Linked DNA regions of Mus musculus: regions 2, 3 and 4 are each linked to region 1. Evidence: chromatin contacts called from public HiChIP or PLAC-seq and promoter capture Hi-C data. All regions are on one chromosome and are shown on one strand. Each heading gives the region's core, a stretch centred on a gene start, on an enhancer-like site or on the middle of the called end of the contact. The rest is flanking DNA. Distances are from core to core; before and after follow the strand shown. Region 1 holds the start of Zfp59 (zinc finger protein 59). Region 2 holds the start of Dll3 (delta like canonical Notch ligand 3). Region 3 holds the start of Eid2 (EP300 interacting inhibitor of differentiation 2). Region 4 holds the start of 9530053A07Rik (RIKEN cDNA 9530053A07 gene).

The links. Promoter capture Hi-C pulls out the DNA fragments that hold promoters and counts their contacts. HiChIP or PLAC-seq counts read pairs in DNA pulled down with a chosen protein or histone mark.
Region 2: an H3K4me3 HiChIP or PLAC-seq map of embryonic stem cells shows a contact between it and region 1, with 2.3 times the contacts expected there. The contact joins the promoter of Dll3 here to the promoter of Zfp59 in region 1. A contact is called at or near these places in 6 of 39 promoter capture datasets (the C10 cell line, the HPC-7 cell line, HPC-7-derived erythroid cells and 2 more), 6 of 115 datasets of contacts at active chromatin or transcription factors (bone marrow-derived macrophages, embryonic stem cells and large pre-B cells) and 1 of 9 other capture datasets (macrophages).
Region 3: a contact with region 1 is called in a promoter capture Hi-C map of neural stem cells. The contact joins the promoter of Eid2 here to the promoter of Zfp59 in region 1. A contact is called at or near these places in 3 of 39 promoter capture datasets (the C10 cell line, embryonic stem cells and neural stem cells), 4 of 115 datasets of contacts at active chromatin or transcription factors (embryonic stem cells and stem cell-derived neural progenitor cells) and 1 of 9 other capture datasets (macrophages).
Region 4: an H3K27ac HiChIP or PLAC-seq map of embryonic stem cells shows a contact between it and region 1, with 2.4 times the contacts expected there. The contact joins the promoter of 9530053A07Rik here to the promoter of Zfp59 in region 1. A contact is called at or near these places in 1 of 39 promoter capture datasets (HPC-7-derived erythroid cells), 1 of 115 datasets of contacts at active chromatin or transcription factors (embryonic stem cells) and 1 of 9 other capture datasets (embryonic stem cells).

What each region holds. Positions count from the first base shown.
Region 1 is chr7:27,835,487-27,841,538 of GRCm38.p6, reverse strand. Zfp59 (zinc finger protein 59) reads right to left here and starts at 2,955. Exons shown (of 5, transcript NM_011762.3): 1 at 2,830-2,955.
Region 2 is chr7:28,298,161-28,304,212 of GRCm38.p6, reverse strand. It overlaps Dll3 (delta like canonical Notch ligand 3), which reads left to right and starts at 2,428. Exons shown (of 9, transcript NM_007866.2): 1 at 2,428-2,529; 2 at 2,648-2,929; 3 at 3,989-4,046; 4 at 5,078-5,320; 5 at 5,477-5,694. The coding sequence starts at 2,467.
Region 3 is chr7:28,264,189-28,270,240 of GRCm38.p6, reverse strand. Eid2 (EP300 interacting inhibitor of differentiation 2) reads right to left here and starts at 2,360. Exons shown (of 1, transcript NM_198425.2): 1 at 1,073-2,360. The coding sequence starts at 2,286. The coding sequence ends at 1,576.
Region 4 is chr7:28,125,884-28,131,935 of GRCm38.p6, reverse strand. It overlaps 9530053A07Rik (RIKEN cDNA 9530053A07 gene), which reads right to left and starts at 2,470. Exons shown (of 20, transcript NM_001164655.1): 1 at 2,454-2,470; 2 at 2,058-2,114; 3 at 168-517. The coding sequence starts at 2,112. It also overlaps the pseudogene Gm21925.

The sequences.
Region 1 (6,052 bases), core at 1,706-4,205:
TCCATGCTTTCAGGCACTGCACCCACTGAGCATCTCCACCATACACATTTATGCATTCTATGATTATTTATAATATGTATACATTTTATACACTTCCAAGAGATAGTCACACTCTCGCTTTCATTCCAGCATCATTTCCATAGCAGTGATACGGGACCCCACCAACACATGAATGGACCAAGCACATGGAGGATGGGGCTCACACACAGTGAACCATTTACTACAACATGGATGCACACGGAGAATAACACGTGCAATACACTAAAGAGAAAAAAGCAATTGCGGGGGCTGGGGATGGCTCAGGGGCTGAGAGCCACTACGGCTTTTCCAGAGGACAGAGTTCAGTTTCCTGACAGCTACAGTGCCTGGAAGTCCAGCTCCAGGGGATGCTGTACCTGAGGTCTCTGAGGGCACCTGTGCTCATGTACACACAGCTCCCCACACACAATTATGAAGAAAATCAATCAGTCTTTAAATAAAAGACAAACACCCACGACCTCACTCATGCAGAAGCTGAAGCTGTTTTCTCCTAGGAACAGTAAGATGCCGGTTACTGGGGTTTGAGTGGCGGAGGCTGGATGTGCAGCGCCATCGTTGACAGTGGGAGAGCTGGGAAGAAGCCGATCAAGGACTACAAAATGTCAGCCACAGCAGACGCTCAAGAGATACATTGTGAAACACGATGACTACCTAGGAACAGCCTCAGGCTGGAGAGGGGTTCTGAGGAAGGAAGGGGTGTCTGGGAGCAGCAAAATCAAAGAACTCCAAGTCAAACAGCAGGATGAGTCAAAGCCAGCAGCCTGAGCTCTGCCCGAGACAACTCAACAGCATGCTTCCTCTCTGGTCTGTTTCCTGGAGCTTTCCAGATAGCACCTACTCTCTCACTCTCTCTCTCTCTTCTGCTTGAGACAGCTCTCCAAGAAGTTCTCTCTTGCTGTTCTAGAAAATTTCTCTGGATAACTCATCTCTTGCAGATCAAAACCTTGTCTTTTATTTTACACATCAATCCAGTCATTTACTCCAGGTTCCCTTTGGACTAGCCAATGAATCAGCATCAAGTGGAACCCACCCCCCCAACCCTGCCCCTTAATTCTTAGGAGACTGCAAACACAAACAACCTTCTTTTTAGAGTTGCAAAAGAATTCAGAGATCTGCCTGCCGCAGTTACACAAAAGATAAACTAACAGGGTGGGACCCTGTACGGAAATTACCATTTATACCACTCGTGGGCCTAAATTAAAGAGTCCCCGGCTGACCTTGAGCTCAGGAATCCATCTGCCCTTTAATGCACAAACAAAAACCATAGCGGGGTGGGATCTCCTACAATTGCCACTCCCTAATCCCCGTTACCTCCTCCCTTAGTGGTTTCCTGACAAGTTGGCTCCTACTGTAGCTGCCTTGGCTCTTCCTGAAGCCCCCTCATATAATTCATACCGCATCCTCATTATTTGAGAAATTATTTGTTTTTGAATCCATGTTTTTAGAGTTCTTTCCCACAGCCTTAAGTGCTGTTCTGAAGGTCCCATTTTGTGGAGACATTAGCCACACCTTGACTCATGCTGTCTTTGATTATCACGGAGACATTATCATTAAGAGGGGGGGACTTTCCTTAAAAGAGGGAATGTACATGATTATACAAACCAGCCTTAGGTCCGGAGCAGCCATCCACGCTTGTGGCCCACATCCCCTGGCCCTGTCCCAGCGGCAATAACCAGGTAAGGAACCCAAAATGACCTCACAGAGCAACAACTAAAGCACACCAGGCCCTTAGGATATGGCGGCACTGCGCTAACAGACTTCACCACAGGCATCCTAAGGTTCCTGACAGGCCTGGAGAGCCTGAGGGGACAGAACCAAGACTCCAACGGGATACCACAGATCCACATCCCTATATTTAAACATGGCATTGCTCATCTGCATCTGGCCAACATTACCCATTTTACACACACACACACACACACACACACACACACACACACAAAATACCTAGTCCTCAAGGATGCCAAATTCAGTGCTATTACTTTCCCACTCCCCAAATCCTCCCTGGTGACCAGACCATCTATCGCCTACATTCTTCCCTTGCTTCGAATGAAGGCCTGTAAAGATCAAAGGCCATCTGAGGTGTGACACCATCAAGATACAAATTGATTTAGTTGAGAGCCCTAACGCTACCCTCTAGAAATTCCTAGTTACAACATCTCAGGAAAAGGTAGAGATTGTGGGAGAAGACGCCACGGATCATTGAAACTAAGTGGAAAGGGCAGGGACAATGTAAGGGACACAATGGTGGAGGTATCAATTCGCCTGTTCCTCCTTCCCTCACTTCCATTCCATATTCTAAAACTAAAACCTCATTTTTCAAACAGAAACAGAAAACTCATTCTTGAATCCACATCCCTCTCCAGCCCTCCTTTGGAATGGCCACCTAGGGAAGCCTGAGTAAGCATGAGATCGCAGACCATATCTGAGAGCATGCTCAATGGCTGCAGCTCTGAGAAAGTCAGGGGACTCAACAAGTACCCTCCCTCCAAGACGACACCCCCGTCCTTAAATTATAGCCCTAAGCTCAAGTCTGAGCCTCGGGGAAAGCTTCCCTTCAGACCCCGCACCTGACCTCCCCTTACTGAAGCTTGGTCCTCTGCTTTAGTCCCTGTGTCCCTGAGAGAAAGCAGGAGCAGACAGCGACAAGCACAGAGACACAGATTATGCAGAGAGCTCAAGGTGTGTATACAGTTAGACTCAAAGACACACACACACACACACACACACACCATACAGCCACCCCACCGCCTGTACACACCCCTCCCAGCCCGCTGGCTCCGGTCTTACTCTGGGGAGACATAAACCAAAAGCCTATGCGCTACTTCCGGCGCGGTGGTCCCGGAAAACACAGTTGTCACAAGCAAAGCCCTGGAGAAGCCTGGAGCGTCCCGGAGATCCCGGCGTGCAACTCGGGCCAGCCCATCAGAAAACCGAGTCCAGTGGCTTGTGGGAGTGCCCACGTGGGTGCGCGCTTAAAGGGGAGGCGCCCTCCTTTGAGCAAAAGGTACTTCCGGTTCTCCGCGTAACTGATTTTCTTTCTCCTGTAGAGAAGACGGAGGAGTCTGAATTCCCTGCTTTAGATAGAAAATGTGACTGAGGACCGTATCGCTATGTACCAACAGAACTGTGTCCGTTAGGCAGGCTAGACGAGCCTCTTAATAAAACTAATCGCATTAAAAGTACTGTAAATCGTCTAAACGCCAAAATTTGCCACATTTAGATTTGAAAAGTCAGACCCAGCTATGTGTTAACTACAGAAAATATATTAAAGATAAATACTCTAGCAGATTCAAAGTAACCATCTTCGCATGATCAAAAGAAAACTCAGGTCGATTATAAAATGGAGGTAGATTAATAAAGAGGCCAAGTCATCAAGTGACAGTAAACATGGGCGTGGTAGCAATGGCTTTTATCCCAGCGATGGGGAGGCACAGCCAGCTGCATGTCTGTGAGAAGAGACCACCGAGGACTACCCAGTGAAACCCTGTCTAAGAACTAAAATACACTCAGATTATGGTGGCACATGCCTTTAGTCACCGCCCTAAGGAGGCAGAGGAGGTGTCTGAAAAAAATTAATTAAAAATAAACTCAGAATACACTCCTACTGTCTTGAAAGGACTAAATAAACTAAAATTCAGAGGATACCCCAAATGTCTCAAACAAATAAGTACATAAATACATAAACAAAATTAACTCAGAGTATACTCAAATAGCACACCTTTAAACATGAAGAGGGGGGAAGTCCCGCTAGAACAATAGGGAATGATAGCAAAATCAATCAACACATTCAAATGTTGTCAATTTAAAAAACTGATAGAACAACACCCTCCAAGAGCAACAGAGCATAGCTGATTTGGACAGCATCTCAACTCTGAGTGAAGTCAATAAAAATGGAGACACTTAAGCTCTAATGACACGAGGGGATCTGGAAAGGGAACTGTTCCTGTACGCTCACCTGTGGGAGAAACGCTCATTACCTGAAGATGTTGCTGTGGAAAGCTTTCTCTTTTATCCTTTTTTCTTGGCGGGGCATCTATTACTTCATATATTTTGTATTGCACTTTTAAATATTAAAGACTCCATCTATTTTGAGTTATCCCACGAGCAGATTACTGAGGTAGGCAAGGAGTCTCCAGACAGACCCAAGTGACTGCTTCTGCAAAGCTTGGGTTTTGTTTCACCGGCTTTTGGATCATTTATAAAGATGCTTAGCCTTCTGTCATCCAATGTGTTCCGTCCTCCTTTCTCTCCACAGTGTGATTCTGGTCGGTCTGCTCCATCTTTCCTGTGTCACAGTTCTTTTCTTAGTGCTACCCCTTATCCTTCATGGAAGTAAAATCAGTTAATTGCCCTCTGTTTTCTCCACAGGAGCCATGGGGCGCTGAATACGTAACTAGAGATTAATGTCCACCATAAGTGTTTCCTTAGCTACAGTCACTTGAATTCTTCCTGGGGTGCTGCAGGCCACATCCCCAGTCTCAGCTCTCAGCTCTTTCTGCCTCTGTCTCCTGCTCTGTGTGTGCATAGCTTCTCCCTCCTCCTCCTCACACAAAGATGCATCTGTGTTTCTTTTCAAGTTTTCTCCTCTCCTGCTTCTGAAGGTGACTGTAGGCATGTGTTGAGAAATCCCTGCATTCCCTTCCCCCTTCCTGATGGACCCTCACTTCACACCCATCCTCTTCTCTTCCACATCTATCCTGTGAGTGAGCCGCCCCTCTCCACAATGAGCACTGATTTCCATACTCTATCATGTTCTTATGTGGGGTTTTGGTTGTTGCTGCTTAGGTTTTGCTTTTGGTTGATTGGGCTTGGTTTTTGTTTTGTTTTGCTTTTTGTTTGTTTGGGTTTTTTTTTTTTTTTTGACACAAGGTTTACTCTGTGTGGCCTTGGCCGTCCTAAAACTTTCCCTGTAGATCAAGCTGGCCTTGAACTCAGATCTGCCTGCCTCTGCCTCCCAAGTGCTAGAATTAAGGTGTGCACCACCATCTGGCTGAATGTTAGGTTTAGAATAATGTCACACCCCCATAGACTCATGTGAAGTGGCATTATTGGGGGTATGTCCTGAGCAGAGTATTTGTGGCTTTGAGGGAGGAAGTGTGTCACATGGGGGTGAACTTGGAAGTTTCAGGAGCTCAAGCAAGACCCTGTGTTTCTCTATCTTCCTGATGTCTTAGGTCCAGATATACAACTTTCAACTACCTCTGCAGTGCCTTGACTGTCTGCACACTGCCATGATTGCCCCCATAATGATGATGGACTAAACCTCCTACCTGTAAGCCAGCCTCGGTTAAATATTTTTCATTATAAGACTTGCTGTGGTCATGGTGTCTCTTCACAGCAGTATAAAACCCTAAGTAAGAGAGATCTCAGTCTAATTGAGTGCACCTATAGTAATCAATGAACCTGGGCAGCTGCCTTTCGTTCCCATCTATGCCGAAATCTCTTTAAATCCCATGAGGCTCTGGGTGGCCTGTGACAATGCCACTTACTGAGGGAGAGCTTGTTCATTCCCTTCTTCATCTTCTTTTCTTCTAGTTATCATGTGAGTGTAGTGTGCCTGTCTACATGTGTGTGGGAAGTGGTGTACATGCAGATGCATACAAGTGAATAAGGCTTTATGACCTATAGGACAGAAACTAAAATACCAAAACAACACAAAATGAAGCAAAAGGTCCACACAAATACCACTGAGTTTATTTTGTGTTAGCCAATTATTTCTGGGCATGTGGCCTGTCCTCGGGTATGGTGGATATACCCAGTGAGGCTGCATTGGAGAAAACTGTATTCTCTGCAAGTTCTTCCTTATACGCAATGAAAGAACAACCTATTTAGCTGGATATGGAAGAACCTGCAATCCCAGCATCCCAGAGCTGGAAAGAGTGAGGCAAGAGAGCCAGGAGTTCAAGATCAGCCTGAGCTACAGGATGAGACCTGTCTTGCAAAGCAAGCAAGCAAGCAAGCAAGCAAGCAAGCAAGCAAGCAAGCAAGCAACATAGAAAGTTAGAAAGAG
Region 2 (6,052 bases), core at 1,179-3,678, 460 kb before region 1:
GTTTCACTGTATAACTTGCTGCCTGGAATTCTTTCAGTAGACCAGGTTGGACTCCAACTCACAGAGAACTGCCTGCCTCTTCTCCCTTCAGTGCTGGGATTAAAAGAACAACAGTGGACCAAAGCTTGCTGTAGGGATAGGATCCTGGGTGGAATGGGTTGTGGGTGGAGGGAACGTGGTTTTTGGAGTTGGGGTCCCTCAGAGCCCTCTGAGGGAGGGGCCCTCATGTCTGAGATGATCTTGCTATGTAGCTCAAATTGGCTTTGCACTTAATTGGCCCTCCTGCCTCAGCCTCTTGAGTACTGTGGTTATAAACATGTACCCCTACAGTCTTCTAGAATGGATTTGAAATGTGACTTAAGTCTGCTACCTCAGCCCTGTCTCGTGTCACTCCCACTGGAGGAGAGAATTGAACATAGGTGCAGGAGCCCTGAGACAGTGCTCATATGATGAGGCGGGAAGCATTTAACCCCAAATGCCCTGTTCTCCAGGGCTCTCTGTGTGGAGTCGTTTGTGTGTATAGTCATGTCCCCTCCTCACACCCCAAGACAGTAGTGAACAAGGCTGCTAGGAAGCAGTGTCCTACTGTTCCCTCAGGGGAGATGTAAGGCAGGCAGTTGTGGGGGGATAGAGATAAAAAATGGGGGCAGAGAAAAGGGGAACACATAAGACTATAATTCTAGCTATTCGGGAAACAGGCAGGCAGGAGTGTGGAGGGTTTTGGGCTGGCCACTCTGTCTCAGACTAGGCAAGGGCTGGGGTGGTAGCTCAGCCGGAGTGCTAACCTAACAGGCATAAGGAGTGTTCACAGGAAAGAGAACTGAGGAGAGAAGCAGTGGTTTGGGGCCTTAGAGGTGTTTGTTTGTTTTATATTTTTATATGTCTGGGGGCAGAGTAGGCATGGGCATCCGGTAAGAGAAGAGTGGTGGGGGTAGTTCCTGGCCATGTGGATCCACGGGTGAAAACAGGCTTGGCAGAAAGTGCCCTGCCTAAGTCATCTCACCAGCTGGAAGATGCTGTTTTAGACCGGATGGAATGATCTGGAGCGCCTCTTTGGAAGGTGTGTGCCAGCAGAGTCTACAGTGAGAGGAAAAGCTCCTGGGATGGCTGGTCGGGCAGGCATGATCGTCCCAGGGCCTCAGCCTTTGCTGTTCACAATGTGTTTGCTCCAGGATCCTCCTCACACCCCAGGCCTTAGCAGGGGCTCTGTTTCTGTGCGTAACAAAGTCCTAAACAGCTAAGACTTTCAGAAATCCCTTAAAGTCTGCTTTATTTGTGATTCAGAGCTCTGGAAATACCACCTTGCCTCGTGGTGAAGCAAAACCAGGTGTGGTAGGGTTTTGTGGTATTTTCCTGTATTGGTTTTGAGAAAGGCTTTATGTCGTCTAGGCTGGCTTCTTTCTCTTGTTTGTCCTGCTTCTGCACTGCTGGGATTACAGGTCTGCCATGCCCACCCACGCCTCTTTTTCGACTAAACATTTAGTGGGACTATAGCCGTCTCCCCTCTACAAGACAAATGTGGATATAGGAGCAACTTATATTTTCCCTAAAATTACTAGCTCTGAGTATTAACTTAGTATTTACTGGGGGTGGGGAGTGGGTTTCCTCTGTTTCTGCAGCCTTGCTCACCGTCTGACTTCAGCACACTAGCCTGGGCACCTGCACCTAAATTGTTTTACTTGCCTGGATCCTGCGAAATCCCACCTCCTCGCCCCCCGGGGTGGGATGAGCAGCTCCATTCATCTGGGGTGGAGAGTGGGGCCCTGGTGCCCGAAGACTGAAGACTAATTTCCTGTCCGTTTGCCTCTCACACCTTCCTGAGCCCAAATGGGAGGCCCAGCTGCGGCCCAAGGGGGAGGGGCACGGCCGCCCGGCAGATGGCGACATTTACATACAGCTGGGAGGCCCCTCCAAGACCAGGATCCTAGCCTGGCGTCTGGTGGCGATACTGGCTTCGCGGAGGGGGGGCTTTGTTTTAAGAAGGGGAAACACACATGCATACACACGAGAGGTCTTCCACAAACACACAGGGGTCCACACAAAGAACTCAGGATTCTTCCTCACCGCCTCCTCTGTGGGGCTCCGAAACACAACCTCACACACAGCCGGCTGGAGACGCATTCACTGCACTCATGGGTTCATAGGGTCCTCCACAGCGGACAGGAGCTCACATAAGTACATACATGATAGAGAGGAATGCACCTGTATTTCCGTTCTCCCACTTCAGTACGCACAGTATCTTAGAAATTAACCCCTGCCGCTTTCAGATTGGCGCATGCAATCACACTCAGGATGAACCTCACCAAGTCGCCCACATAGAGTTACTGTATCCCTTTCCCTGGGACCCCTCTCGGCCGGTAGCTAAAAGACTGGCCTGAAGGGGCGGAGCGTCCCCTCAAATATAAGACTCCGGCATCCAGCAGCTGCGACTCCTGAGACTATTTCCCCATCCTGTCCCCCAAAGCAATGGTCTCTCTGCAGGTGTCTCCGCTTTCCCAGACGCTGATCCTGGCTTTTCTTCTTCCTCAGGTCAGATACAGAAAGGAAAGGAACAGATGGGGTTGGGCCGAGACCTGGAGGTCTTAGAGACTTTCATGGGGCACACAGATACCTAGGTCCCTTAACCTTGTGGCCCTCTCTGTCCCAGGCACTGCCAGCTGGTGTCTTCGAGCTACAAATTCATTCTTTCGGGCCAGGCCCAGGCCTCGGGACCCCACGCTCCCCCTGCAACGCCCGAGGCCCTTGCCGCCTCTTCTTCAGGGTCTGCCTGAAGCCCGGAGTCTCCCAGGAGGCCACCGAGTCCCTGTGCGCCCTGGGCGCAGCACTGAGCACGAGCGTCCCGGTCTATACGGAGCACCCCGGAGAGTCAGCGGCTGCCCTGCCGCTGCCTGATGGCCTCGTACGTGTGCCCTTCCGCGATGCTTGGCCGGTGAGTCCAACCTCCACCTCTTTCTGTCCCCCCCCAGCTCCCGACACCATCCCGTGCCCCAGAGCCTTTACTACCCCCTCCTCTCCGAAACCCACATTCCCAGACCCCCTCCGCTATTCTCTTCAGGGATGTCTTAAAACTGGGCTTCTCATCTTTTTGTGGTTGTGTGTGTGTGTGTGTGTGTGTGTGTGTGTGTGTGTGTGTGTGTGTGTGTTATACTCACGAATACGCTTTACAGCGATATGTGGACAATTTCAGTTCTGCCCTTTATTTACCATGTGGGACCCAGGGGGTTGGACTAAGGTTTTCAGTAAGTGTTTTTTACCCAGTGAATCCTCTTCTCATCCTGTTTTGTTGTTATTGTTTGTATTTTGTTTTGTATTTTTAGAGACAAGCCTGGCTGTCTCTGAGTTCACTATGTAGCTAAATCTGGTCGTGAGTTCCTGATCCTCCTGTCTTCACTCACTCCCATCTCCCAAGTGCTGGAGTTATGGGGTGCAATAGCAAGTCGAGTTGGGGTCTTTGTCTTTATTCTAGATCTCTTCTTTGGACCTGGGGCTCCTCTCAAGCACTTTCTTGAGGTCACCTAATCTCTCATGTTTCCAGCCTTAGTTCTTTTGGTTGGGACATCAGGTCACTTACTGAATCCTGGTCCCCATCCCTGTACCCTGCACATCTCAAAAAGAATCAGGGCCCGTATTTGAAATGTAGACATTGTTGGGAACTTTTTCCATATTTTATTTCCTCACCTGTAGATGGGAACACCTTAGTATGTCCTTTTGGACAGGGTCTTGCTAGATACCCCAAACTAACCTCATATTTGAAACCCTCCTATCTCAGCCTCCTGAGCGCTGGGATTACAGGTATGTGCAAACACACTTGGCACAATGGCGTATCCAGAATGAGACCAAAATGCTCCTGGCTCCCGGGGCAGCTCCTTCTGGGAATGCTCCGTAGCTCAGTCCCAGAGCTGGCTTCCAGACTCCGTGCTGTGTTCTGGAGGTCAGTGAGCTTCCCTGACCACCGGCTTCCTCTCTTCGTTCTTCTCTGTCCAACCAGGGCACCTTCTCCCTCGTCATTGAAACCTGGAGAGAGCAGCTGGGAGAGCATGCTGGAGGTGGGTGTCTCACGGGTAGGAAGGGGCAGTGTTGAGTTCAGGACTGATAATGGGCTGCCTCTAAAGTGGAGCATTCCTGCTGGGCTTGTGATGTCATCATAGCTCCTAGGATGTGGTGCTGGGCTAGTGGTTTTGGATCTGTGGGCAATCTGGGTATAAATATAATTCAAAATTCCTAATGGTAGCAATGTAAAGACCATGTCCTGAGAGAGGTTGAGCATCTCTGACCCCAAAATGAGACAAAGGGCTCCAAAATCCATTTATTGTATCTTATCTGTTGTAATAGAGAAGAACTCCCCATATGCTATGCAAGACTCCATCATTGAGCCTTGCTCCTAGTCCCTAGTAGATTCCTGGGACACTCTACTTCTGAGCCATCTCCTTGGCCTTGATTTTGTATTTGAAACAATGTCTCATGTAGCCCAAACTGTCTTCAAAATGCCCATTATAGGAATTATCCCCACTATGCTGCACCTAAAATTTAAGTCTTTTTCTTGAAACAGGGTGTCACATAATGTAGACAGGCCTTGAACTTGCTGTGTAGCCCAGGCTGTCCTTGAATTCACAGTTCTCCTGCCTCCGCCTCCCAAGTGCTGGCGTTGTGAGCATGAACCACCATTTTGAGGTTGGTTGTCTCTTTTTAGCTTTCTGGATAAGGCTCCTCCATTGGTACTAGGCCATCCATCTGGCTTAACTCTGCCCTTTGTGAGGCTTTTGCTGGGATTAGACATGAGTGGAGCCACTACGCATAAGACCTTGAGGGGGCGCTATGACTTCACTTTTGGAGATCCTGTCCGTAGCTATTGATGGCACAAGATGTTAGAAGTCTCCTATTTTAATATTCTAACAAATACAGGAGTTATCTTAGGAGTTAGTGTTATTTTAACACTAGATATGCCATGCAGGTCCCTAGGTGCATTAAGGGGAGGGCAGGCTTGCTAAGGAGGGCTTCTACTCTTCACCTAACCAGGAATTCCCAGGAGGGGTGGGGATGACCTGAATCTCAGTGCTCTACATCATTCTTTCCGCAGGGCCCGCCTGGAACCTGCTAGCACGTGTGGTCGGCCGTAGACGCCTGGCGGCTGGGGGCCCGTGGGCCCGCGATGTGCAGCGCACAGGCACATGGGAGTTGCACTTCTCCTACCGCGCGCGGTGCGAGCCGCCCGCCGTCGGGGCCGCCTGCGCGCGCCTGTGCCGCTCACGCAGTGCCCCCTCGCGGTGTGGCCCGGGACTGCGACCCTGCACGCCATTCCCAGACGAGTGCGAAGCCCCGTGTGAGTCCCTATGCGTGCCCTGCGCTACTACTTAAGCGCGGATCCTAGTTCCTTCTCATATCCCATTGATCTCCTTTAGGGAACCGAGGGCCCTGGGTCCCAACCTGCTCTAGCATTCATGTCTTGTTCTTTCTGCCTCTCCTCTGCTTCCTGCAGCTGTGTGTCGACCAGGCTGCAGCCCCGAGCACGGCTACTGTGAAGAGCCTGATGAATGCCGTTGCCTGGAGGGCTGGACTGGACCCCTCTGCACGGTCCCTGTCTCCACCAGTAGCTGCCTGAACTCCAGGGTTCCTGGTCCTGCCAGCACTGGATGCCTTTTACCTGGGCCTGGACCTTGTGATGGGAACCCATGTGCCAATGGGGGCAGCTGTAGTGTCAGTATCTTTTTTGTTTTTGTTTTTGTTTTTTTTTTTGTTTGTTTGTTTTGTTTGTTTTTCGAGGACAGGATTTCTCTGTGTAGCCCTGGCTAGAACTCACTCTGTAGACCAGGCTGGCCTTGAACTCAGAAATCCGCCTGCCTCTGCCTCCCAAGTGCTGGGATTAAAGGCGTGCGCCATCACCGCCCGGCTTTCAATTAATTTTTGAGTCAGGGACTCTCACTGAGCCTGAGCTGGCCAGTTCGGCCGGCCTGTCTGGTCAGTGTTTCTGTCTTTACTCCTTTAGCATCACTGAGATCGGAGGTGTGCACCACCGAGCCTGCTTTTACATGGGTGTTAGGGATCTGACCTCAGG
Region 3 (6,052 bases), core at 1,111-3,610, 430 kb before region 1:
GAACTCAGGACCTCTGGAAGAGCAGTCAGTGCTCTTAACCGCTGAGCCATCTCTCCATCCCCCCACCTTTTCATTCTAAAGTGAAAAGATAACTTACAATAAAAACCTTACAACCGCTATATCTTTTTTTTCTACCGTCAGTCTGGTAAGCACTGTGCATCTGATGGTTGAGCATATTGGCTAGGGAGTCAGAAAACATCCAATTATCGATCACTGGTGGGAGCACCAAGGGGCCAATTAGCTGCATCTGTAAAGTTACAAAGGCAAGCCTTTGGCCCAGGACTGTCACCTCTAGACATCAGGCTACAGAGATTATCAAGAACAAAAAGCCTAAGAAGCTAGTGAGACGAACCGTCAATTTTATGGAAACTTAAAAGACAAACAAAACAAAACAAAACCAGGCGTGGTGGCGCACGCCTTTAATCCCAGCTCTCAGGAGGCAGAGGCAGGCGGATTTCTGAGTTCGAGGCCAGCCTGGTCTACAAAGTGAGTTCCGGGACAGCCAGGGCTATAAAGAGAAACCCTGTCTCGAAAAAACCAAAAAACCCCAAAAAGTAGTAGGTATATAACACCATCAAGTATAAGACTTATTCCACCTTGGGATGGTAGACATGAAAAATGTGTTCAGAACGGAAGCAGTATGTGCCTGCCCACGGGCCCGTTGGTGTGCGCAGGCGCCAACCTACCAGAGGTGGCGCCATACTGCCAGGAGAAACCGATGGGAAAAAGCCCACCGTCCACCAGTATATTCCTGGTTCATAACAGCATAACCACAAAATATAGCCCTAAGGAGTAAATATACTGGTCGGGAAGGTTCTTCACGGTATCTTCATAAGAAATCACAATATCCAAACCAAAATCTGTCAACTCTGCTGAGAAATAAAATGTGTATAAAAAAGGAAACAAGGACGGAAACTGCCTTCAGAGGCTGCATGAGGCATGGGGACAAGGAGAGAAGGACAGAAGACTCTCAATCCTTCATAGTCTTGGGACTTAGGAATAGATTAATTACAAAGCAATGACGGAAAAAAAAAACTTTTGAAAAATGGAAAATAAAATCCCAGAAAATTGGTATGTTTGGAAACACGATTTATCACATACTATATACAATATTTATGTTGTTCGCCATTCACAATGTCTGAGACACAAAATCCCTCTTACACTATACACGCTTGTTGACGCTGACGTGAAGACTTTGCCTGCTCTGACAAGGTCAAGTTCTCCACAGAAACCTCGTCCTAAAACCAGCTTTCTCTTCGAGTCTTCTTCGTCGTGGGCTCTACTACTGGCAATTTTAAGTCTTTACAGTTTTACAAAACCGTCCTTTACTTATTAACGAAGCCACGAGGATGGACCTTTTCCATAACACAAGAAATTTCAACTGATCATAAACTCAAGAAACGGTAGGAGTCTACGATGCTTTCCCTCCCCACCCCCAATTTTCTGACGCTTTTCCTCCCTCTGAGGAAGCGCTGCCTCTCAAGATCCGTTTGATTTCTTAAAACCAAGTTGCAGGATGGGGTTTCACTTGGATGCGGAGGTCTTGGTGCCGTGCCCTCCCCGCAGTCCGACTCTTCACTCTCTGTGGATGAACTTATCGCAACCCAGTTCTTCTATTAGAGGATTGATCACCTCTGATGCAGTCAGGGCTATGGTAAACGTTAAAATGTCAAAATCCACCCTCTGGGGGTTACGCAGGTACTCTATGTCGAAGGCTGCCTCCCTGGCTCGGCAGGCCTCCACGAAGCGCCGCCGGCGCTCCTCCAGCTCCTGGATCCGGCCGGGGGCGATCGGGTAGTTCTCCAGGTAGTGGCGCAGGAACTGCTGGTAATTGATGCCCAAGACGCTGAGGGGGTGGCGGAAGCGCATGTACGGCATCGCCGCCAGGCCGCCCGCCCTGGACCGGGGCCTGCCCTCCGGAGCCTCCTCCTCCAGCGGATCGCCCAGCAGCCGGGCCACCTCTGCCATCCGGGCTTCCCTGGACGCCGCCGCCGCCGCCGGGCCTTCGCGGGCCGCTGCGCCGCCCCGGGGCGCCGCCCCAGGGCCTCCTCGGGCCGCCGCCGCCCTGCCTTCCCGGGCTGCAGCCACCCGGCCTCCCCTGGCAGCCGCCGCCGGGGCTGCGGGGCCTTCCCGGGCCGCCGCCATTGGGCGTCCCCGGGTCTCCCCAGGTCGCGCCGGACCCGGGAGCGCACGCCGCCCGCCGCCTACCTCGGCCTGCGGGAGCCGGCGGTCGCGGCTCGCTGCTCCCGTCTGCGGGGCGCTGCTGACTGCGGGCAGCTGCGACATGTCGGACCGCGGGGTCAGCACCGCTGCTCGCTGAGACCCGGGAAGAACGGGGCCGTGAGGCGCGGGGCGTGCACGCGAGGGCGCGTCCACGAGCGCAATGCGCACGGGTAGGGGGTCGCGTGTCTCGCCGTCTGCGCAGGCGTAGCTCCAACGGCGAAGCCGAGGAGCAGTGCGCACGCGTGTCCTCCGGGCATTTGCTGGCGAGCCTTGAGATTGCTACCTAGCAGTCAGAAGAGCGGTTGCATCCTTTCTGTTGAAGGGGGGGGGTCTCTTTCACATTTCTACCAATCGGTTTAAGTTTCTAAATTTAATTTTAGTTTTAAAATTAGTCTTTAAAGTTTTCTTGCCGGGCGTGGTGGCGCGCGCCTTTAATCCCAGCACTAGGGAGGCAGAGGCAGGCAGATTTCTGAGTTCAAGGCCAGCCTGGACTACAGAGTGAGTTCCAGGACAGCCAGGACTATACAGAGAAACCCTGTCTCGAAAAAACCAAAAAAAAAAAAAAAAAAAACCAAAAAAAAAAACAAAAACAAAAAAAAGTTTTCTTTATTTGTATGTATTTTATTTTATGGGCATGATGGTTTGCTTCCATGTTTATATGTGTACCACATAATACAATGCCAACAGAAGCCAGAAGAGGGCGCTGGATCCTCTGGAACTGGAGTTACGGAAACCCTGCTGGGTGCTGTGATTAAACCTTTACCAGAGTAGCCAGTGCTCTTAACCTTGCAGCCAGGTCTCTGGTCTCTTGGTTGTGTTTTTGAAACAGTTTCACGAAGCTCAGACTGCTAAGGATGGCCTTGAACTCCTGATCTTCCTGCCTCTGCTTCTTGAGTCTAGGATGATAGGCATGTCTCACTATGCCTCGATAGTTAACTAACCTAGTACAGGTTATTATTAACTATACTAACCTATTAACTCTACTATGATTTATCAATTAAAGGCAAAACATAAATAGATAGACTTACAACTGAACCATAAAGGCCAACAAGATGGCTCAGTGGGTAAAGTCACTTTCCCCAAAATCTGATGACTACTTGTGTTCAATCCCAGAAACCCACATGGTGGAAGGAAAAAAATGACACCCAAAAGTTGTTCTCTGAAGTCTTCGTGCGTGCGAACATGTTGAGAAAAGAACGGGACAGTAAGGGAGAGCAGGCGTGTCCTGTGAGTCGGCTGCTCACAGGGCACTCGAGACCTTTGGTGACTGCTCAACATTTTGATGTATACTAGCAGCCACGTCCTTCCCGTCACTTATGTCATTTAGTCAATTATCTGCTTTCCTTTGTGGATTCTTTTAAATATCACTCTTTCCCCAAGTCAGACCCCGAGTTGTGAACACAACTTTTGGAAAGCGAAGCGGCTCTAGCTGTCCAGAGCTTGGCAAACACGGCTCTGGCAGGCCTTGCCCTTCTCTCCTGTTCCCAATGCTTTGCTAAGAAAACTGTAAGATCACATCCTCCTCCTGAAGCTGGCTATCAAGGTCCAGCTATCAAAGCACTGAAGTCCAGCAATCAAAAGCTCCCTTTGCCTATCCAAATCAACCTGTCCAATCAAAATTAAACACCTCATCCTATCACGGGGGTTTCCCTTTGAGCCTTTACTAATTGCCATTTGCAGAATGTGCCGCATCTGTCTCCTCTCTATCCCAGTCCTTTGCCTCATTCTAGAGAAATCCCCCCTCTCTCTTGCTCCCTCCCCCTTGCCTCCTCCTCTATCTCCAGCATTTATCTCTTATTCCCTGCCCTTGTCTCTCTGGGGCAAATAAATCTCTTTTGTAGGAGACCTTGGTCTTGAAGTATCCTGAGCTAATGCTGATCTCTTACAGAAACTGTAGGGCCCCCCCCAACCCCCACCCCATCCCCGCCAGACTGTCTGGTGCTTTCCAGGTGGCATTTAAGTGTCTATGTCTTACTGAGATTGCATAATTCAAGGTCTAACACGGATGCAAACGAAGGGGAATCTGAGGGCATGCTCAGGTAGGATGCATACAATGCCTCTGCTTCTCGCACACTGTAGGAGGAGCTGTCACGAGAGAAGAGCCTGTTGCCATGCTCTTTGGCAGTTGTGCATGTGCCCACTGTTCTCACACGCGCTATTGTCTCGCCAGCAAGAACACACGTGTGAGAAACCGGATCCTTCTGCAGCAACTTTATTACACCAGTTTCAACATGAAGAGGAAGACCCCAAGCATCAAAAAGGCGCTGCTTATATACACCTTAGTGTGGCGTGTCCACACCTGATTGGCTGCTCTCCCAGAGCCGCATCACCACTCCCCGGGATGGGCCGTGACTTGGCACGAAAAACACTCTCACACATGCGCACATTGCTTGTTTACCAATTAAGCCACACAGGCACAGCGGAAACCGCTTCCCACACACTGTGATGTAATTTGATCGGTACATTTAGTCACATTAGTCATTAGTGACTAAACATTAGTAACATCGAGTTACCACAATGAGACCGGAGGTAGCCAATATATAAGGAGGTTTATTTAGCCCAGAATTCCGAAGGTTCAGTCAAAGATTGAGCATCTCACTGCTGTAGGCCATTGCTAAGGGCATATCATTTGGGGAGTGCATGGTGGAGAGAACCCTTTGCATCATGAACCATGAAGCAGAGAGAATGACAAGACCAAGTCCCACGGTTGCTTTTGGGAGCATGTCCCCACAACCTAAGAACCTCATATAAAGTCATTGTCTTAGGGTTTCTACTGCTGTGAAGAGACACTATGGCCACAAGAACTCTGTTTGTTTGTTTGTTTGTTTGTTTGTTTGTTTGAGACAGGGTTTCTCTGTGTGGCCCTGGCTGTCCTGGAACTCACTCTGTAGACCAGGCTGGCCTCATACTCAGAAATCTACCTGCCTCTGCCTCCCAAGTGCTGGGATTAAAGGCATGTGCCACAAGAACTCTTATAAAGAAAAGCAGTTGGGGCTGGCTTACAGTTTCAGAGGCTTAGTCCATTATCATCATGGTGGGAACCATGGAGGTAAGTATGCAGACACGGTGTCGGAGAAGGAGCTGAGAGTTCAACGTCTTGATCTGCAGGCAGGAAACAAAGACTGTGTCACTACAAAACCTGCCTCCAGTGACACATGTCCACCAATAAACCCAAACCTACTCCAAAAAGGCCACACCTCCTAATAATGCTACTTCCTATGGACCAAGCATAAACACATACCAGTCTGTGGGGACCATTCCTACTCACTCAGTTGTGTTTTGTAAAGGCTCACAGCACCCCCCTGGAGCATCCTAAGAACCAAGTCTTTAACATGTAGACTTTGAAGGGTACTCATGCAAACTGTAGAAATAGTATGAAAGGGGCTCAGGTGGCAGTAGCCCAGTGGTGAACAAGTTGTATGACAGTTTTCTCTGAGAGGGAAACATTCCAGTCTTCAGGGAAGCTCCTTAAGCAGGAAGGCAAATATCTCAAAATGGCTTCAGGAAGTCCCTGAAACTGACCAGACTCGCTAGGCCTCTCCTTCCCAAAGTAAACAAGCTGCTGAGAGTCACTCTCAGACAAGCAAAGCTGCAAAGAAGACTCCTAGACCAGACCAGCTGCCTGGAGGAAGCAGAAACCAGCTAAGCTGCCTGGAAGAGGTTTAGACCAATTGAATCACTTGGAAGGACACTCTCCAACCTATTTAGCTGTCTGTCTCCAGGGTGTGCGGTGGGCTCCAGCTTCTCAGCTTTGTAAGCTGTCACTCATGCTGGATCGAGCTTTGGTGATACAGCTTGTCTGTAAGTCATTTCTGCTCCTGTAAGTAAC
Region 4 (6,052 bases), core at 1,221-3,720, 290 kb before region 1:
GTTGAGTGACTCTCTTTCCAATGCTCACTGCCACCACCACCCATCCCTTCAGTTGGCTTATTTGGATGGTGGTGAAAGGGGATGGTTTGGGGTCTAACACCAAGGCTATAGCTCCTTTTGCTTTTTTGGCTTGGTTAACCTTAAACTCACAGCCTTGGGGAACTCACCTTCGCAAGGCCAACTTCTCCATAGATCAGGGACACGGTGTGGTTGTAGGCATGCACAGTGACTAAGCGCACGTAGGAGACTTTGTTGGAGCTCCGGTGCTCATTCTTGGCGTCTACTTTAAAGGCCAGCAGGGAGTCCTTGCTGCTGCGCAGCTCAGCCATGGTGTAGGTGCAGGTGCCCATCATGTCATAGCGATGGCCATCGAAGGTGGTATAGTGGGGATCACCCTGGGCACGGCAGACAGCTGTGGACTCTGCCAAACACTTAGCCTTCCCACTCACCATCTGGCAGCGCTGCCCAGGTGCACACTGAATGCCTTGGCAGGATGCCTCTGCTGGGGTGAGCAGAGCTGTGGAGGGAAGAGAGTTGGAGTTAGAAATGTACCTGAGACAGACACCTGCGGCCTCCTACAGTGTGGACTATGCACTGTTGGCTCAAGAACACCCCTTGTACAGGCATGGAAACTGAGGTTTGCAGGCTCACAGAGAAAGCTCCTCTCCCAGGGTTTCTGCTTCCACAGTTCAACACAGCTTGGTCCAGAGCAATGTCAAGTAGTGAAGAAGGACCAGGAGCAACTGATGAAACATTAAACTGTTTATAGTTTGATATCCCACCAGGCTAGAAGTTGCCAGAGGATAGGAAATGAAAGATGGAGTCTTTAGCAAAATGGAGACAACTGTCGTAGAGGTGACCTTAGTAGAAGTCCTAGCTCAAGCGTCCACCACTGGGCCATTGGAGAGATTATGTTCAGTGCTCTGGCTACGGTGTCCTGTGATATGGGTCTGACAATCACAGTTTCTCCACAGACATTTGAGGGAGACATTGGCATATTTTAACAAGTTAAAGCATAGATTGCTTATAACTGAGCCTATATAATTAATTGCTGTTCCCAGGCTGTGAATTCTGCAGGAAGGCCGTGAGGAATTCTTCCCCACCAGTATTCCTGGGGTCTTCTGTGGCCTCCCGGGTCAACCCTGAAGAAAACGCAGTTGTGGGTCCAGCTACCTAGTTCCTCCCCGTTACAAACCCAGCCCCTGGGCCTTCCTGAGCACCAGTTGAAGTAATTCTCCCTATGCTTCCATGTCCTTCCTAACGTATGCAGCATCCACCTCCGAGCCTTCCTGGCTTTGGCTGCCCCAAAGCCTGAGCACCTTGTACAGGGCTCTTGAACTCAGACACTGCAGGGTCAGACGAGGGACAGAACGGTGTGAGACAGTCCAGGTGGTGACTGTAGATGCCAAAGCAGCATACTCACCTCGAGTAAGGTGCCACTGTTTTTGTTTTTGTTTTTTTTTTTTTTTTTTTTTTGCTGACTGCACTTATGGTTTAGTAACTAAGTATCCCTGGCTGATCTAGAACTCACTCTGTAGATTAGACTGGCCTCAAATGCACAGAGATCCACCTTCCTCTGCCTCCTGGATGCTGGGATAAAACAGCAGCTTGCACCACCATGCCTGGCTGTGGTGATTTATTTTTGATGCTACATTTTCTACTTTTCTGATGAAACTGGTTGGTTAGCCGACTCTTTACATGAAGTCTGAGACCCCACACCCCCTTTAAAGTCCTGTGAGAGCATACACTCTGACCGGATTCAGTTGCTGGTATGATTCCTGTTTTAATAGATCTTGGTGCAAGATGATGAAGGGAAGTTGAGGATCATGGAAGTTTAGACAGAATCACGTAACAATCGAAGCAGGTAGACTCTCAACACTCCAAACATGGAGTGGGGGCTCCCACCTCATTTCTTGCATGTTCTCACTTCCACTGCAGCCTGGGAGGGGCTGGGACAGGGTTTATGAAAGGTTTACAAATGAAAGATGCCGACCCAGGCAGGTCAGTTTCCCATGGTCCAAGGCCCCAGGACGTGGATGAGGTTCAATCTGACTTACCCCATAGGAGGGTTGCTCCAGCCCAGAGTGCCCAACAGCTCCACAGGGATCCCATATCTGCAGCAGGGAGAGATGGAGGCTCAGATAAGGCTGTCCTACTGTCCTGTTGGAGACTGTCATGGAGATCACAAAAGGGGGCAGACCCAGCATAGTGGGTACTTGGAGGCAAGGAAGGCTGGGGTAGGGACAGAAGTTGGGTGGATAGGACCAGGTGTGAGCAGGCTGTGGGGAGCTGTCCAGTGTAGCAGGGAGTGAGCTAGAGGTTTTGAATCCAGGGAAATGGGTGGGAGAACTGGATATTCAGATGCCTTGAGGGGAAAGATAGGAGGTCTAGAAAGAAAGGCAAGAGAGGACAGTATCCATCCTACTTCCGTAGAGAGCCCCATCTCTTCTCACCTGCAGGTCCCGGAGCTGCGGGAACAGGCTGGGGACTGAGCTATATAGTCCCGTTTCTTGTTCCCTCGGGCCACACCATTGGCCATCTTCCAGGCAGATGGTGCCAGCTTCCTGGAGGAGGCTGCTGATATCAGGCCAGAGGGAATAGTGAGTCCTGAAGTCTTGTGAAGGGCAAAGGATAAGTCTACAGCCTGTGTTCTGAGATGACTGTGAGATCAGATGGTGGCTGCACCCCAGGAGCTATGGAAAACTCTGGTCTTGAAAGAGTGCTGTCTTTAGAGGGACAGCTGGAGAGTAGTGTGCCAGTGGACTGGGTTCCCTGAGCAAGGTAATGGGGATCGGAGGGTGATGTAGCATTGGTTATGTTTGTTGGCTTCCTGGCCAGATTCCGATCTTTAGTCCTTACTTATAACAATATCTAAAGGTCCATATCCGGGTTCTGGCTCCTTACAGTCCCCATGGGCTGATCCCTGGTCCGAAGCCACCCACATCTTGTTTCTAAATACCAGTGAGTATAGTTTTCTAGGGATGTATAGTCTGAGGCCCTGGCTTTGAGTCTTGTGTAGGGCATGATGTTCCAATCTCAGAAAATTATTTGGTTTGGTATTTGAGATATCCCCTAACCCATCTCTCTCCATGAAGAAGGGACTGGCTAATCTTGGGGTGAATATATGCCTTCCTCTCACCTAATCGAGAATTTTCTTAAGATATGATATGGAACATCAGGGTGCAGAAAAAGTAGCAGAGGGAATTTGAGCTTTCTGGGATATAGTCAGTGACTCCCAAAAGGCCAGTACAAACCATGACATTATTGGTTGAATCTGAAATGTCTTCCCAGGCTATTGTATTTTAACATGTGGTTGTCAGTAACCAGTAACTTTGTGAAGTTGTGGAATAGGAGGTTTCGGACATAAGGCCTCATAAATAGAAGCAAGCTACTAGGGTCAAGCCTCGCAGGTTATACATGTCCCTGCTTCTGTCCTGCTCTGATTCTTGCTTGCTTGAGGTGACCAGCCACCCATGCTCCTGCTTTGGAGGGAGTCACTCCAGCCATGATGCCCCATGATAGACTGTACTCCCTCAAACCATGAGCCAAAAGAATTTCTTCTCTCATTACTTCTCTCAGGTGTTTTATCACAACAAAGATAAATGTTACAGATACAGAAAATTGGTCCAGAGAAGATCAGGTTTTAGTGTAATTAAACCTGACCATGTGGTTCTTGTGCTTGTGGAAGGATTTTGGGGGTGGTAGCTGAGCATATAGGGCTAATGTGATGGAAAAATTTGAAGTTGGCCAAAATGCCAATAGAAATGTGGACAATAGAGACTTGGGACAATAGAGACAATTGGGAATTGGGGTAAAGGCTATTTATGCTCCATTCTGGTAAAGACCCTTGCTACATGCTGCCCAAGAAAAATCGAGTTGAGGTTGAATCTCAAAGTAATGGAGTGATTTGGTAGAGGAATTATCACCGGCTGCTTCTAGCCAGGTATAAAAGGAGAGCAGACGGAGAAAGTGGGGCAGCGAAGTGGAGTACTGTGTAGTTTGGGAACCCAAGAGCATTTAAAACTACAGACAAGGTGAGTGATAACAGATGCAATTGTCCAAAATACCAGTACAACTGAAGAAAACCTTCACACAATGGGGAAGGTGCCTCAAGGAAGACACTCCTCCCACCGACGTTTTCAGGGTATGACGTGAATGGAAAGAATCTTCTTTAAAAAGAGACATGTGCAGAGGAAGGGGTGTCTTGCTCAAAAAATGACCCCTCAGGGGAATGTTTCTCTGTTCAGAGGCACAGGAACTAAGAAGCCACTGTAGCTGTGGTCCAAATGAATTCAGCTGCACCCTGAGTTGGCAGCGGACCTTGGCATCTTGCGCATTAGCGCTGGCTCTGCAGGTGTGCATGGGGACTGAACAGTGAGGTGATTACTAAGGCTTGCACCACCAGAAGAAAGGCTCTATCAGGCTCTATGTAGCAGAGACAGCGTCCATGTGGGGTAGTCCTCATAAGTCAATGCCTGAGGTAGTGGAGCTGAACCCCAAGTTGCAATGGACACTTAGGATGATGGTGGTGGTGCCAGGAGCATTGTATGTATGTCAAGGAAGGCTTCCAGCAGTGACTGGAGACAGTGCTGCAAATGGCAACGCCACGGGGGTCTGACCAAGCCCATAAGAACCAGGGTGGAGCCAATGATGCAATCATATGCTCTGCATTCTAAGCTGTAGCTATGAATATGTTTAATATTCATCCTGATGGTTTTGAGTATGTCTTTTGCTCCAGTCCTTCCTTGTTACCATTTTTCATAGAATGAGAATATTTACTCGATGCCATTGGGTGATGGAAGAATGTAACATTTTATTACTGAAGGGCTCATAGCTAGCAGTGCCTTGAGTCCCAGAGGGGACTGTTGGACTTTTGACTAATACTGCAACTGCTAAGCATTCGGGGACTCTCGGATTATGCATTTTGGCACTTTGCATTATCAGATGGCCATGCCTCTCCTGGGACCAGAGGTGAAGTGTTATAGTATGAATCTGAGACACTCCCCAGCTGACATGTTTAAACACTTCTGTGTAAGGAACTGTTCACGGCTGGAGCAAAAGTGTCTGAATCAAACAACCCAAGGAGGAGAACTGAAGGCTTATTATCACTCACAATACAGTGGTGATTTTAGTTCATCATTACCCAGGTCCATTGCTTTTCAGCCAGTGGCAAGTCAATAACATTATGACAGTGGGCCACTGTAGCAGAAAAGATAGGTAGGTAGGTAGGTAGGTAGGTAGGTAGATAGATAGATAGATAGATAGATAGATAAATAGATAGATACCATTTTAGGGCATGCCCTACTTTCTTTAATCAGGCTCTGCCTCTTAGTTCTATAAGCTATCAAAAATTCCATAAATATCTAAGTGTACTGATGGGTTAATCCACTGATGATGTCAATACCCACACAATTCAGTTGGAGAAATTGAAGCTGGGAAGACGTGTGAAGTGAAGGAAACTGCAGGGTTTGTAGCTTTGTCCCCAGCAGGCTGACGTGCTCTTGAGTTGAAGGTCCTCTTATGAGAAGCTACAGTTAAGGTCTTTCTGCTGTGTTGAAGCTACCGTGCCAGGGACCTTCCTCAGCTGCTGAGCATGCACTCAGATGAAGGCTCTGCATCCTCAAAGGAGCCTGGCTTAATTATAATACCTTGTATTTTGTGGTTTAGACCCTATCTTGAGGGCCTTGGAAGAGGCTCATGGGGAGAAACGCCCTAAAATGGAGATCCAATCTGCTATGATTGGATATATGCATAAACCACTTATATGAATATCAAACCTATGCTTTCTTGTTGTTATCCCTGCATAACTGTATAACTCAGCAGTATGAGTATTCCAGGGCCATACTTTCTGTGAAGTATATGTCTCAGGCTGAGTGTGTACTCTCTGTTCTGGCTTGTTCTGAAACTCTTTTTCTGTAGGTATTTCAAGGACCTTGCTTTGTGTGAGTTGCAGTCTTTGAGTAGGGTCTTCTCAGGCAGCAGCACGGCTGAGCTATATCCCCCCATTGTTGTTACAGAAGACCACCTAGTATTTAATGGATGCCTCTAGTAC